Linked DNA regions of Gadus morhua: region 1 is linked to region 2. Evidence: chromatin contacts called from public Hi-C data. All regions are on one chromosome and are shown on one strand. Each heading gives the region's core, a stretch centred on a gene start, on an enhancer-like site or on the middle of the called end of the contact. The rest is flanking DNA. Distances are from core to core; before and after follow the strand shown. Region 1 holds the start of sart3 (spliceosome associated factor 3, U4/U6 recycling protein). Region 2 holds the start of wdr31 (WD repeat domain 31).

The links. Hi-C and Micro-C count contacts between places; a contact is called where the count stands out from the background.
Region 1: a contact with region 2 is called in a Hi-C map of blood, with 5 times the contacts expected there. The contact joins the promoter of sart3 here to the promoter of wdr31 in region 2. A contact is called at or near these places in 5 of 6 Hi-C or Micro-C datasets (blood, gill, gonad and 1 more).

What each region holds. Positions count from the first base shown.
Region 1 is chr6:9,305,422-9,309,533 of gadMor3.0, reverse strand. sart3 (spliceosome associated factor 3, U4/U6 recycling protein) reads right to left here and starts at 2,672. Exons shown (of 19, transcript XM_030358296.1): 1 at 2,451-2,672; 2 at 1,509-1,635; 3 at 1,289-1,393; 4 at 653-837; 5 at 370-475; 6 at 1-13. The coding sequence starts at 2,636. It overlaps LOC115545295 (beta-1,3-galactosyl-O-glycosyl-glycoprotein beta-1,6-N-acetylglucosaminyltransferase), which reads left to right and starts at 3,274. Exons shown (of 5, transcript XM_030358298.1): 1 at 3,274-3,367.
Region 2 is chr6:9,141,203-9,145,247 of gadMor3.0, reverse strand. It overlaps wdr31 (WD repeat domain 31), which reads left to right and starts at 1,625. Exons shown (of 10, transcript XM_030358221.1): 1 at 1,625-1,914; 2 at 2,420-2,479; 3 at 2,593-2,725; 4 at 2,880-2,954; 5 at 3,128-3,272; 6 at 3,507-3,607; 7 at 3,874-3,941. The coding sequence starts at 2,433.

The sequences.
Region 1 (4,112 bases), core at 1,423-3,922, 160 kb before region 2:
GTAGCCTCCAGGTCTATCCGAACGCATGGAGACGATGCAGCCATCAACCAACATAATTTAACCTCATATCAGTAACATTCGGTGTTCTATAATTAAATTTCAATTTTTATAATTTAAAAATTGAAGGGTTCTTTGGACCAGGAAAAACCCAGCCATGTCTTGTATTCTACCTCTATAGACAGGGCAAACAGGCCAAGACATTGGTCAGGCCTTATCGACACTTTCCATAACCCCTTGTTCTTCCGCCATATTGAAAATTTTGATGCATTGTTGCGTTATTCTACTTGGGTTTCCCTACATGATCCATGGAGTGTTTTGGCCCGTGAAACAGAGCACCATCTAACAAAAAGCAGAAGTGTGCTCTCTTACCCATAAAAGGGATGGCCAGCTGGCGACGGAAGAGTGTGTGTATTCGCTCTAGTTGGGTGTTGTGCTTCCCCTGCTCCTCTGGCGTGGGAACGCTGCCTGCAGGAGGCTGGAGGAGAGTAGAGAAGGTTGTGTATAAAAAAGAAGTGCCACCCACTTTCAATCCAGCCACCTAGTTTCGGAGCCATTTCGTTAATTCATTTCACATTGAAGTTGGTGTGAAAGGCATGAGTACAAAACGATACAAACTATTTTTTTATCGTGTCCGAGGTGAAGATAGACAAACCTGTACAGTGGACAGCATCACATTCTCAAACTCCCTGTAGGCATCCCACACGGTCGACCCCTTGGTCATATGGAGACCCACTGCCGTCAGGGCGCGCTCAAAAATGGATCGGACCTTCTCCAGGCCAGCAGGTGAACCCATGCCACCAATAGAGTATTGGGCATATTCAAGCCAGATATCTGGACCTATGTGTGAAAAAACAACAATTTAAATAGTTAAGTGTGTGTAACTGTGGGGTTTGTTTATTGATAAATGTCGCTATATAACTGGTGAAATGAGGGCAACACAGTAAAAGGATCTTCGTTTGTGTCTTTAAAAATTGTCATAAATATATGGCTTGTTAAGCCTTTTGTCCTTCACAAAAAGCTCTTCTACTGAGATTAAGGGCTATACAAATTCAATTAAATGAATATAAAAATGTGCCCCTTTTATATTGAATCAACATTTAGCAGCTGTGATAAAGGCCAGATTGTAACACATCTGTCCTACAGAATTTCATCTTCATTCCTAAAGTTACGTCACAATTCTAGTAATCTACCATCTCACAGAATATACATTCCCAAAATAGCAACAACCCCCAATGTCATGCACCAACACATCAAATCAAAGGCAGCAATGTCATCTTAATGTACTCACAGATGTAGTCTTTCACAGCCTTTTCGAAGAGTTCATAGATTTTCTCTCGGTTACTCTCCTCCTCTGTCAGGCGAATCTCATCTTTAAGCCACTCAAGCCAGATCTCTGCAGCATTAGTGGATTTTGTTATTACTTTAAAACTGAACAAGTCAACTTAGTCATTTATGGAATAACAACCCCCAACATATATTTTGCATCTTAAAATATGAGTCAACATTACCTTCTGTGAGTGGGAAAAGTTCGCTCATCTTCTGTCTAGCGCTGCGAAGACGGCTCAGCTCTCCCTCTTGCCTCAACAGTTTGATGAGGTCCAAATGGCAGTTGTAGTCAAACGCATTAATTGATAGCTGAGGGAAAAAACACAAAGTATGAGGAAGTAACTAAGGGATCAAGTCTTTGTTTAATTGAAAGTGCTGCAGAAGAAGAAATACCAAAGCATACACTTTATGATGGCAAAGATCCATTCCTACATTAGGCTGAAACATTATCTCAAACGTACCGTTTTTGTTAAAGTTGTCTTGTGATAATGAATGTGGTATTCAATTTTCTTCGATTAAAAACCTACCTCTATAATAATAGGTGATTCTAATGTGTGCTTCAAAACAGTTATATTCCTGTTCCTGATACGTATCCCTTAAGGAACCCTTTGCGTTGAAGTGACTGAATTGTGACGTGATTCCAATGTTTGCTGTTATTTCAAACGAATTCCTTGTTGTATTGCGCACGAAAAACAGCCCTGACAAAAGATTGATTGATATTTTTTACATATTTTGCGCCTGCTATTGTTTTCTTCCAATTGTTTAGTTTAGCATATAACTTTAGGAATAATTATAATATAACAAAGTTGTATTGCATTATATAGGGCGTTTCAATATACCCAGCGCAAAACAAAGTGTCTGTGTATGTGTTTATGAAACCTCAGCCACTACTAAAGCAATTAACATTAGCAATAATAGTAGCTAAAAAGCTAACTATTAACGTGCCCTAAATTATGTACAGCAACTTAATGCCAGACAAGGCAGTACAATGAAAGAAACACAACATGCGTAAAATCAACGAAATGTCCTCCCTATGCATAAACGTTGGGTTTTTGTTGATCACTCATTCATTCTGGTTAGCTAATAAAGCTGCGTCTTCACACTAACACACTGGTTTATATTACCTGCTCCTCCAAACGCTGAATTTCGGCCTCGTTTTCTTTATCATCTTCCGATAAATCGTCTTCATCATCTTCTGAACTTTCGACCTTCATACCTTCCTCCTCATCTGAATCCATCTCTTCTTTAATTCCTGCATCTTCTTCCATATCTTCCAACTGCGTTCCCTTCGCGTTGCTTGACGCTGCCATGTTGGAAACAACCGTCTGCCTAGTAACAAATTTGTCATCGGGTAAAATCGCGAGAGTAGGTGCCCGGAACCAAATCAACATTACATTAGTATCGCGAGAGGCCGTTCAATGGCGACACGGTGGTCCCGTGAGAAGTAGCTGCTTAAAGTACTTTTGTTTTATTTTGGACTTGTATTAGGATAACAGTTTACAAATTACAACAATTCAAACTGTATATGTTAGCTATGCAGAGATTATTTCATGGGGGGGTCTCTGTGGCTCGAGCGCCTGTAGCATGGACCTGGAGGCAGAGTTCTTCCCCGCGTGTTTTTCGTCCTTCGGTTGTTTTAAACACAACCAGTAGAGGACGTAATTGTACTGATTTACCTGCACGCCATGGATACAAAGTATGGATGGAGGGGTTCACGAATATCATATTTTCTTATTTCTTATTTGGCCGCAAGCATTTTTATTTTTGCTGCATGGACTAGAAAAATAAACACATTCAAACACACAATTTATACTTGCATTTGGTTCTTGGAAGTGACGTTATAGGGAGAGAACATGCGATTAACCAAGATTGGAATCCACAGCCCTGTGGTAGTCTGAGATGGCTAGATATGGCCCACCCCCTTACAGAGTCAAGGTAACAGGTACAAGGAAATTATGGACTGAAACCAATTGCGAGAACTGAAATGAGGCATGATTGATCATTTGGCCATAGGACAGAAACCACACACCATCGACATAAGGTGAGTTCGGCACAAAATAATGATAGAAAATATAAAATGTTCATATTTGCCTTGAATCAGTGTAACAGAGTTGTCGTTGTCCATCTGTTCTTCATGACCACCGTTAGATCAGCACTATTCATTCCGTTTTTTAAATAATGTTTCCTTTTTTTAAAAAAAAACCATTGTATAATTTAAAGTCAATCGTTTGTGTGGTGACCGATTTGACTACAATGGGTCCCTACGGATACTTTCTTCTCTCTTGACACGGTCTTATGGAAGCATATATGTAGCAAAATTCAAATGGCAATGCAATAAGCAATTTGCAATTCAATAAGTCATTAGCCTACATTACGCAATTGACAATTAATTGTAAATTTATAATGTAATTTGTAAATAAGTTATTCAAAGTGTATTTTAATATGCAAAGTGACGATGCAATCCTCAATTAAATTTGCAAAAGTTGGAACAATAAAAATAGAGCAAGGTACGTTTTATTACTCTGTTTTCTGGGAATAATTGACGCAAGCAGAAACCAGAAAACAAATTTCAGTTAGATTATTCGTTTCTTCGTTTTGTCAAAAAAACGAAAATCAAAATTTCAGTTCGTTTATTCGTTTTTTGGTCCTTACTGAGCGAAACGAATTTACCACTCAATATCTGGTTTCCGCCGGTGGGCGGAAACCAGTGCTTGTTGAACTGTGCTCTTCATAATAAAAGTTCTTCCGTTTGATAATGTCGACAAAAATATTACTGTATTATAGAC
Region 2 (4,045 bases), core at 376-2,875:
ATAGTAGGCCACACGCTGGCACACATACTATGACTATGTTATTAGAGAATTATTGCATATGCTAAATGGGGTCTTGGGGAAAGACTGACATACAACTGTCACTCACGTGATATGGACAGGATGGCACGGAAATCTATTCTGACTAACAGGAGGTCATGTCATGCACCATGGATTGATTTGGACATTGTAGAAATTCTACCAGGTTTTCCGAAGTATGTCAGATTTGTCCTCTTATCACTCCTTTTACTATCAAATCTGTACCTTTGAGGAAGGAGATGGACGGCTATATGCATTGCTGACTGAATCACATCACTTGATAAAGTACTTTTATTATTTGTTTTGTCCATACGGAATTAGAACACATATTGTTAAACCCACAGACTTATTCCTTATGAGGGTCTGAGTCAGTCTCACTTGATTTTAGGACAACCAAACGAATCAAGGTGATCAAGAAAACAATAGCTCTTAGAACAAACACCAAAGGGTCATCAAACAAGAACTGCTCTGATCAGGGTCCTGGAAATCTAGGTGAGCTATGTATGTGTTGGGAAACAGTTTTCATCTATCATCAATCTGTTCGACAGCAGCATAAAGTAAAAGTTTGCCCTTCCTCACATATGTCATTGTTTGGAGAACAAGCTAACTGCACTGTTTATATAATGCAACGATGACAATACAAATATAGGTCTATTTTACTTCCTTACATCGAAAGGTCAGTGATATATTCCCAACCAACCCATTTGTGTAGACCTAAATATATATTTTCTGACCAAAAAAGTAGTCATTTTTATGACATTATTATTATTATTTTAATTAGGATACAAATTATAGTTTAACCCACTGATTAAATACAGTCTGACACAATAAAAAAAAGTTTGAATTCAGGCCAACACACAGATGTATTGAGCAGCGTTAATGGTAACCCAGCTAAGTGGCCCAATTAGATTAGAAATGGGGGCACCCGAGGGCTTCAGCAACTTTGTGCAAAGTAGAGACAGTTTCAATCACCATGATGTATTCCATTATCTCTTTTATTTGTGGTAGTCATCATAGCGACTTTATTCATTTCTGTAGTAATCTTATTAACCTTAAACCGAAAACAATACCATCCTATCGAATCCAGCATTGTACCCTATGATTGTAGCCTAGATACATTTCTAGCATCAATTCATCAAATCATTTTAGAATCAAAGATTTATTTTTAGTATACCGTTAACAACGTTTAGGAGGTTTAAATAGATTAGATACAATAGGTAAATGAAATATATACTTCCATGATGATCCATTAACAAGAAGTAAGTATCAGAGTGATAGAGAAAATTCTCTCTCTGGCTCTGGGAGGCCTATTATAGAAAGTGGGGTACAAATTACTATCATGGACCTATCAAGAAACACAGCTGGTACAATGCTACCAATTGTCCATACTTCAGATACTGTAACCATAGAATATAGTGTAGTCAAGAATGCAAGAAACATAAAAAAGGCTTCCTAGTTAGGGCTGCCTAGTACCACCTTCATTAAAGGCAGTGAATGACTCAACCCACAGGCTGCGCAATCAATCCTGGAGAAGTTGGTAACTTTTACTTTGAAGGATCCATCTCCTGGCTAGATTTCCTGTTGTTAGTTACCATGTGATCCAAGACCACGCCCTGGTTGCGATGGAAGCGTCGCTATGCCACCGCCCTGCAGGACGAGTCGCGTTACTCTCTAACCATTTGCTTTACGACAATTAATGTTGTGTGAATGTGTCATCATGAAGTTATCGGAGATGAACACGTGTTTCGTTTCCTTCAAGTTTCTTTGCTACTTTTTTGTTGCGCTCCCTGGGCATGAGAGACCAAAGCGAGATTAATTAGCATGCAAGCTAGCAACTTGTAGCTTCCCTGCAACTACATCTAACGTTACTTGTGACTGGTAAGAACCTGCCTTATAATGTCCGTCATGAACTATGTCTCCTCCCCCTTTCTAACATTAAACGGAACACCTATTTTCCCTTGTGTTTGCGTGAGCGTGTGTATTCTGGCGCAATGCATGGATGTATAGCAGGCATTTTTCCTAGGGGGTTGTTTGTGTGACTAATTGCATGTGACAGTAAGGATGCTGCCCTAATTGGATTTCAGTCTCCTCTTTCCTGTCATTTGTCTGGCGAGTGTGCGCGTGTGTGTGGCTGCACGCAGTTTGGTTTAATCTGCCCGTGCACGGCGGCTGCGGGCCAGACCCTTATGCAAGCTTTGGCCGTTACATATTTTAGGGAATTTAGCCATGAATTTAGCAGACATTGCTAAGCATGTTTGGTATTAGACAAATGCAATTGATCACTAACCCAAATGACTAACGTCTAATTTTGACGTATCATTTTCGTGCGAATTTATACTCAAGATGATTCACTCAGGGTTTCACTCTGCTTGTGTTTTATTAGTGGGGTTGCTGACATGGGCAAACTACAGAGCAAGTTCAGAAAGAGGTCACAACTGTACAGGTAAGTAAACAATAATAGTCTTTCTTGAATAGGCGTTATGTTTATGTCGACTTAAACCGGTACTTATAGAGGTGTGTGGGTGGGTGGGTGGGTGGGATTGTTTTCTTGTGCAGGGCGTCTCAGAGGGGTGCAGCAGATAACTCGACTGACAGTCAAGTCTTGCAATATGAACTTGCTCATCAGGGATCCATCAATACTGTCACAAATCTCAGCCCAGATCTGTGTGTGTCCGGAGGGAGTGACCAGGTAACCCAATAAAATGACTAGCTACTACAAAACAACGGCACCTGTTCCTCACCCAGATGAGAAGTAGTTTCATCAGTACGTAGAGGTCTGGCAGTGTGATTTATATGTGTGTGCAATGCACAATGATTTGCATGACCTTTTTCACTCCCTTCAGGCAGTGGTTGTGTACGACTGGAAACAAGGACGGATGTGTCAGTCGTTCCAGGGTCACACCCGAGAGGTTACCAAGGTAACGATACTATATCAGTACTTGTGGGTACCTGTCAACACATTGTGTATGCTTGTCATTTCATTTGAATGCATTCATTGTATTAATACTCATTGCTATTTAGCATCTGAGTTTCTCTCCTTGCGCCTCTTTTCTCTCTTTTCCATCCTTTCCTTGTCTCCGCTGTTCTCCAGGTTCAGTGTTATGCGGGTAGCACATGGATCTTCAGTGCCTCCCGGGATAAGAGTGTGTTAATGTGGGATCTGGACCAAGGGGACGAACCCATTCAGGAGTTCTGTGGTCATGAATTGGTGGTCAATGGACTTGCTGTCAGCCCTGGTACAGTACACACACACACACACACACACACACACACACACACACACACACACACACACACACACACACACACACACACACACACACACACACACACACACACACACACACACACACACACACCAGCCAATTAATGCAAACTTGTCTGTCGTGTCCCCCGGAGATAACTAGGGTCCAAATCTGTAATGAACAGCTTACTAACCCTGACCTGTGGTGGTGTGTATCTCCGTGCAGAAGGGAGGAAGCTGTGCAGTGGTTCCCGTGACAACTGGATGTGTCTGTGGGACATTGAATCTGGCCAATGTGAGCAAAGGCTCAACATCTCCAGAAATCTGGTGAGAAATTAATTTGTTTTAAAATAGAAACAATATAAAAGCAAATCCTATTGGTGTTGAGTACTAGTAATATATTATATCATCATTATCATAATCATCATTATCATCATGCTTATTTAGTTTGTCCAAATAGGCATATCGACTTGCACATCAGATGTGGGATATTCTCAATTATAATTAATAGCTAAAAATACAAATAAAGTATAATTCTTCAATTTCTGTTACTTGTTGGTGTGACACTGTATCTTTCTGTTGTTTGTTAACAGGTGACTCATGTGTGTTGGGTACCAGGAAGCTCGTCATTAGTCCAGAGTTCAGAGGACAAAACTATCAGGTACCGTAAGAGTCAATTACTACTTCACTTAATCGGTATAATTTTCAAGTAACTCATCCCTATATACAGCCTCCGAGGACATTATAAGCCCAAATGAGGAACAT